Linked DNA regions of Drosophila melanogaster: region 1 is linked to region 2. A link is a contact called in public Hi-C data. All regions are on one chromosome and are shown on one strand. The core of a region is the stretch at or near the end of the contact, and the rest is flanking DNA. Distances in the headings are between cores, read along the strand shown.

Region 1 (3,150 bases), core at 380-2,879, 420 kb after region 2:
GAAAAAGATTTGTAGCCGCCACGGAAATATGCATTTGAAATGCAAAACACCTGTGGAAATGTTATTCTTGTTTGTTTATTTTAGTTTGGCACTTACATTCTGTATCTTCCCTATAGTTTGTTCTATATCTTTGGGATGACAATTGCGATTTGATTTGTGAATTTCACATGTAGTTGTCGATTTCAGTTTCTATTCCTTTGTTTGCATTGCTATTTGCGGTTTAACAAAGTCGCTCAGGTGAGCATATATCCGAAATTAGAAGAATGCATACGTTTAAATATTTTATAAGTCCGAGGAGCGAAGCACACGTGCCGCTTCCCATGGTTATTATCAGAAGCAACTAACTGACTGTTCGTTCAAGCGGTTTGATGTTTTATTTTGACACACATTTTAATCAACAATTTTCTCTATCTCGCTCAACCGCTTATCGCGACACTCTCTCTATTTTTCACTCTTTTATTAACACTTTGTTTCCGCATATCTTTGTTTGTTTTCGAAACACGTCGTGGAATGTTTATAAATAAAGGGTCACTTCAATTGTCTCCTTCACACAACTTAGACCTTTTTCCCCCGTTTTCCAAATGCTTAAATATTTATCCAGGCATTATTATCACGAAATTTTCACAAGACTGGACGACAGAGGAACCAACAAAACGATTCAGTTCACTACAAAGCAATCCAAGAAATGAGACGGGAAACTGACTGAGTGGAAATTTTAACCCCAAACAACTGTAGACGCTCTCTGTGCTCTTTGTTTTAAGCGTGCACTGTAAAAAATTCAACTTCGTATAAAAAATATATTTGCTAAGTTTATTAAAAATTGTGAGTTTAGAATGATTTTGTTATTCTGGTTTTCATTCAAATTAAATATCGGTTTTATTCTTCTTATTTTAAGAAGAAATGTTACGACTTATAGTGAAATATAATTAAGATTTGTTTGAGTGGTTGCTCTCTCTTAAGAGAACGAGAAAAATACTACTAGGGAAACTCATGTGAAGTGAAGTTGGCTGCGCTGAAAAAGTAGGTTTGCAACTCGGCTAACTTGAAGGCGGGAATTTATGATTGTGACGAACATAAATCTTAAATTGAGAAAAATAAAGTAGGGAGGATTAGGAATTTATTATATTTATTTAATAATTTCATTTATTTGTTTAGTATTTGAAAAAAAAATAAAACATGTGTTACATATAATTAATTTAAGTTTAAGGAAAAATTATTGGAATTAATATATGTATTTTAAAATAAAAAAATAGGAGAAATAAAAACTTCTGATGACTTATATTTGGTGGCTTCAGCCTATTTAATAAATACATTTTTGGAGTTTACATTTTTTTAAAGCTTCACTTTCATTTTTTTTTTTTTAGATTTTCGTATAAGTTAACCATATATATGGTAGCTCCAAAATGTCCTTAACTTATAAAAGGACAACTTGCATCTAATTCCCCCCAATACTTACTATGCAAATCCGGCATTGAGTAATAGAAATCCGTGTGATAATAATGCAACTGTCCAGGACTTACTGACGTAGTCCTGTTGAACATCTTTTTGTTGGACATGCTGGATATTTAATTAAATTTCTTTAAAGGAGTGAAAATGAAGACAGAGCTGAACCGACGGCTGCGAATTATCGCAGCGAACTAATGAAATGAATATAATCCAAATCGGGACAGAGCCAACTGTTTGGGATAACGATGACGCTTAGTGCAAACAGTCGTCGCACACTGGTTCATTAAATCAAAAAAAACATTGCGAAAATCGAATTCAATAAAAGGTATCTAAAAAAAAGAAACAATTTTATAAATACTTTATAGTTTATTGATTTTAGGTCCTAATAAACTGCAATATAATTTATATAAATATAATAGTGAAAACTTTAAATTACGCCACTGTGCCTCGGGAGTGCCTGTCCTCATCTGAACTGATACTGATAGTCGCCGACGGCCCATTATCATAATGAATTAGTAAACAATGTTAATAAGTAGACAAAACATAGCCTTTCAAATGATAAGCGGCCAATCATGAGGCAGAAGTTCTGGCTTTCAACCTGGGCACAAGTATCAATTTATCTGACGATTCGACATATTGATTGGATATATAATATGGGACCCAACACAACTTCCGCAGTCCCAAGAATTAGATAAGTGCTTTCATTTCCGCTTTGCAAACTAATGGCATAGCTAATAGCATTGTATAAAGATATAAGATATAAGATTTATTTTCCGGGGTCCGACGACAAAGTTCTTCAGTGTTGTGTGACACCTGTCATTTTTCACCTACATGCAAACAAAGATAAAATTATTTCTTGACGCATCCCGCTTAGTATAAGCGACTTGAGAGTTCTAGATATCAAATAAATTAGGGATTTACAGCACTGTTAATCTTATCTACTGTCAATTATTTTATTGTAAGGGTGGAAAGTTTTGCAACGTAAATGCAGGCTGAATTCAATATGGGTTTGACATTATTTGCTTCTAGGTGTTACATTGGTTGTAGATTTAAGAAATTATTCTCATTTTATAGGTCAATGTATTGTATATAAGTCAAAGTAGAAACATATTGTGAATATTGTGCATTGGCTTGTACATACGTATGCACGCTGAAGTAGATAACAATTAAATTTTTAAACAATGAAATTGTCCCATTCCAGTCGAGAACAAGAGTGACTGGGAGCTGTCCGGATAATGGTAAAATGGATAACTCAGTAACTTATGGGTCTGATTGTGTCACTATCTGTGATTGCTTTTAGCAAGGTTTACCTGAGAAGGTAAAATTGAGATAACCCTGGTTTTAATAATGTTGATATATGGATGGCACCTAGTGCTTTAAGCTTATATTGTTCAAATCACTTGGATTATAACCCAAAAGTATATAGTTAGATAACTAAATTTATCATTAGTTACACCGAAATAACTTCAATGTTCAATGTTTCAATGTTTTGGTCGTTTTCTCGCATGTCTGGTAATTCATATAATTTATCATCTATTTTATTTTTATTCGGTATTAATTTTGTGACCTCTGAAGTGCTGTGATTTTCTAGTATTTGGCTCTTGCATATACAAAACTTTCTGCCTCGCAATCTTCGCATGCAACTCGAGTCATTTTGATAGTTATTCAATCGGTTTATGGACTCCACATTTATATATTCCAGTT
Region 2 (3,075 bases), core at 256-2,755:
GGTGGTGCTGCGACCTCGCCTCATCGACCGGCATCCTCATCTGCTGGCCAACCCCAGTGGACTGACGACCACGCCCAAACGGATCCTGCGATCCGCCAAGAGCGTTCCGCACATGAATGTCCGTTCGTCGGCCAGTGAGACGGATATATTCTCCATTAGCGGTACGATGACCGGAAGCAGTCAGATCAGCATGACGCCGGAGGTGCCATCGATATCGTTCAGTAATCTGCCTAAGAACTACGAGGACACGCCCACTATTGAGAAGTACCGGGTATCGCAGAGTCTCTATTCCATTCAAACGGCGAATGCTGCTCGGGCCACACAGGATGATTACTCCATGCCGCGCTACTTCCGTCGATCTGCCATGCTATTGACCCAGAGCTCTGAGGTGCTGCCCGGCGCCAGTTCACTGGCCTCCATGTCGCCATCGATGGCCTCGTCCTCTGCCTCGCCCGGGTCCTCCAAGGACGAACTGCGACGGCCAGAGAAGGAGAAGAGCAAACGACTCCAGATGCTGCGTGGCAATCTACCGCCCTTACTTATTCATTCCGTGTCCTTCAAACGAAATCGCGACGAGGGCAAGCAGGTTGACTAGTCGCACTGCAGATATACATATTTATTTGTTAATCACTTTGTCCATGTTTTTAATGTTTTAAATTTATTAGCCTTTAGTACCTGCTTATGCGTTTTCTGTATTATCTTCTAAGCAATGACCTTGTCCAAACAATTCCTCAGTATTCAGATGTACTTCATTTTGAATTAATGATTGATATTACAAAATAAATTGTATTTTACCACAAAAAACAGCGATTAAAGATCCTACTTAATAAATCTTTATAAAAATCTAAACGATATCTATTTGTACCATTTTAAAAGAAATAAATGCGAGCTTGAAAAAAAATGCACTTATCTCCCCGACGGGGAATTGAACCCCGGTCTCCCGCGTGACAGGCGGGGATACTAACCACTATACTATCGAGGATGTTATACAAAGTGAGTCAAACTCGGGTTTTCCGTTTGCGGAGTGTGAATGCTTGTTTCAATTTCATCTGTTCCCCATTTGTACTCTGAAGACAGTGTGCAAGCTCGAGACGGTTGTTTGACAGTGGGTAGACAACATCCTCGATAGTATAGTGGTTAGTATCCCCGCCTGTCACGCGGGAGACCGGGGTTCAATTCCCCGTCGGGGAGAGATGTAAAAATTACTTTTTGTTGATTGTTTTAATTTATTAATTTAATTTTTTAATTTTTTAATTTCAAAATTTAAGTAATGCAATACATGTTTCAGACCAACAAATTAAAATAAAAAATTGCACCATATAGCTTAAAAAAACGTCAAACATGTATATTTAATTAGGTCATCCTGGAAGTGATATATAATGAAACACATTTCAACGGGTATATAAGTTTTGTTAAGGGGTAACTGTAAGCCGGACCCATTTAGCTTACCACCCAATATGGTAGCACTGGCTGTAGAAATTCCCAATGGCAACGCTAGTCGACCAGTTTTCATTCGTATTGGCGTGTGTGTTGTTTGTACAACAAAACATTCTAGTTGTTTTATTTGCAAGGTGCTCATATAAAAACATAAACAATATATTTCGTAGAGTGCCCTAATAATTTATTAAGTTGTGAATTAAACAAATATGAATAAGAAGCGTGTCCAAGTGAATTGGTTAAATTGTAAATTATAAATAAAGCAATACATATAAACGGCCGGCAAAACAGAGAGCGCGTTTTAAGAGAGAACCTAATAGGAAAAGAGTGTAGAGCTGCCAGGTTTCAATTAGGTACCAGGTACCAAACGTATTTATTATTCGAGAAGAACTATTTTTGGTGACTAAATATGGTTTCTGATTATAGAAGTGTTCTCCTAATATATAATTTTTAAAAATTTTTTTCTACACGTGCCCTCAGATTGTTGATATTCAAAATTCGTACACAAACGCCCTTGACAGGCGCAGTCTCACCCGCGCCCACTGAGAGCGGAACGACGGAAATTTCAAACATTATTTCTATTTTCTATTTGAATTGAAACTATGTATTTTCCATAATTTTCAAAATATTCTTGATTTTTTTTGAATAACTAAATTAATTATTTTAAGTATCGCGAGGGAGAATAAGAGTTTAAAGCGGCCGATTATATTGAGGGGGAGTTTCAGTCAACGAAAAGGAAATAGTGAGAGGAGAGGGCTTATTGAAGAGAGCCTCTCATTTTAAAATTTCTCTTTAAGCGTGTTCCTTCTAAAGGACACAAGAAACTAATATGTTTATGAAATAAGAAACTTAACCGTGTATGTGTTTTCCAATTTTGCGTGAACAAATAAAAGAGCTCAAGCATTTTATCGTTTGAGTAATTTTAGATAAAAATTTATTAATATTTTTTAATGTTTTCAATTTGCCATAGACAACATTTTTTCCAATAAAATTCGGTAATATAAATAACATGGTGTTATGGCCTGCAATTTTTATATAAATTTTTAGTAGCACGCTCTTAGTTTAATATTTAGGTCAATAAAATAATTATCCTTATTGTTTTTTTTTTTAATTTGCATATTGTTTGTTGACCAGCTGTTAAGAGAAGAGAGGAGAGAGAAAAAGAGAACCGAAAAAGTGACCGTTCGCGACTTCGCAGTCAGCGCTGGAAAACGCACTAACGCGCGGAAAATGCCCTAGCGCCAGAGAAAGTGCCATTTGAGACTGAACTCTCTTTCGTGCGAGTTCCCTTTTCATTCGAAAATTTAACGCCCGCGCTGCTGCAGCGCGTTGTTGCTCCGGTTGGAAAATATCTGAAAACAGCATTAATAAATAAACAAAAATATTGGATAAATCGCCGGTAGAAACGCTGCATAAAACGAAATTTGGTTTCTTGTAAAATATTATTTTTCAAGATATTTTCTTGTTAATTTCCGGATATTCGACAAGGATATAAATGTTTCTTTCGCGTTGATAAACAAATTCCAGCACCGCTACCTTTGTGTCGCGCAATTGTGAAAAGTGATTTGTCCATTGTGTACATTAATTAATAAATTGGTAATTGCTCAATTTAGAAACATGTGCAATCGAGAGCTAGTG

The links. Hi-C and Micro-C count contacts between places; a contact is called where the count stands out from the background.
Region 1: a Hi-C map of the Kc167 cell line shows a contact between it and region 2, with 4 times the contacts expected there. The contact joins the promoter of CG31886 here to the promoter of Sema1a in region 2. A contact is called at or near these places in 7 of 107 Hi-C or Micro-C datasets (the Kc167 cell line, the S2 cell line and embryo) and 4 of 6 datasets of contacts at active chromatin or transcription factors (the Kc167 cell line and the S2 cell line).

The regions. Positions count from the first base shown.
Region 1 is chr2L:8,957,422-8,960,571 of dm6, forward strand. CG31886 reads right to left here and starts at 1,630. Exons shown (of 2, transcript NM_001103659.3): 1 at 1,457-1,630. The coding sequence starts at 1,556. CG9525 reads right to left here. Exons shown (of 2, transcript NM_001273341.1): 2 at 1,834-3,150. The coding sequence ends at 2,897.
Region 2 is chr2L:8,540,642-8,543,716 of dm6, forward strand. It overlaps Sema1a (Semaphorin 1a), which reads left to right and starts at 1,506. Exons shown (of 22, transcript NM_135399.5): 1 at 1,506-1,571. CG17834 reads left to right here. Exons shown (of 6, transcript NM_164827.2): 6 at 1-798. The coding sequence ends at 595. It overlaps tRNA:Asp-GTC-1-4 (transfer RNA:Aspartic acid-GTC 1-4), which reads right to left and starts at 982; the gene lies at 911-982. It overlaps tRNA:Asp-GTC-1-5 (transfer RNA:Aspartic acid-GTC 1-5), which reads left to right and starts at 1,120; the gene lies at 1,120-1,191.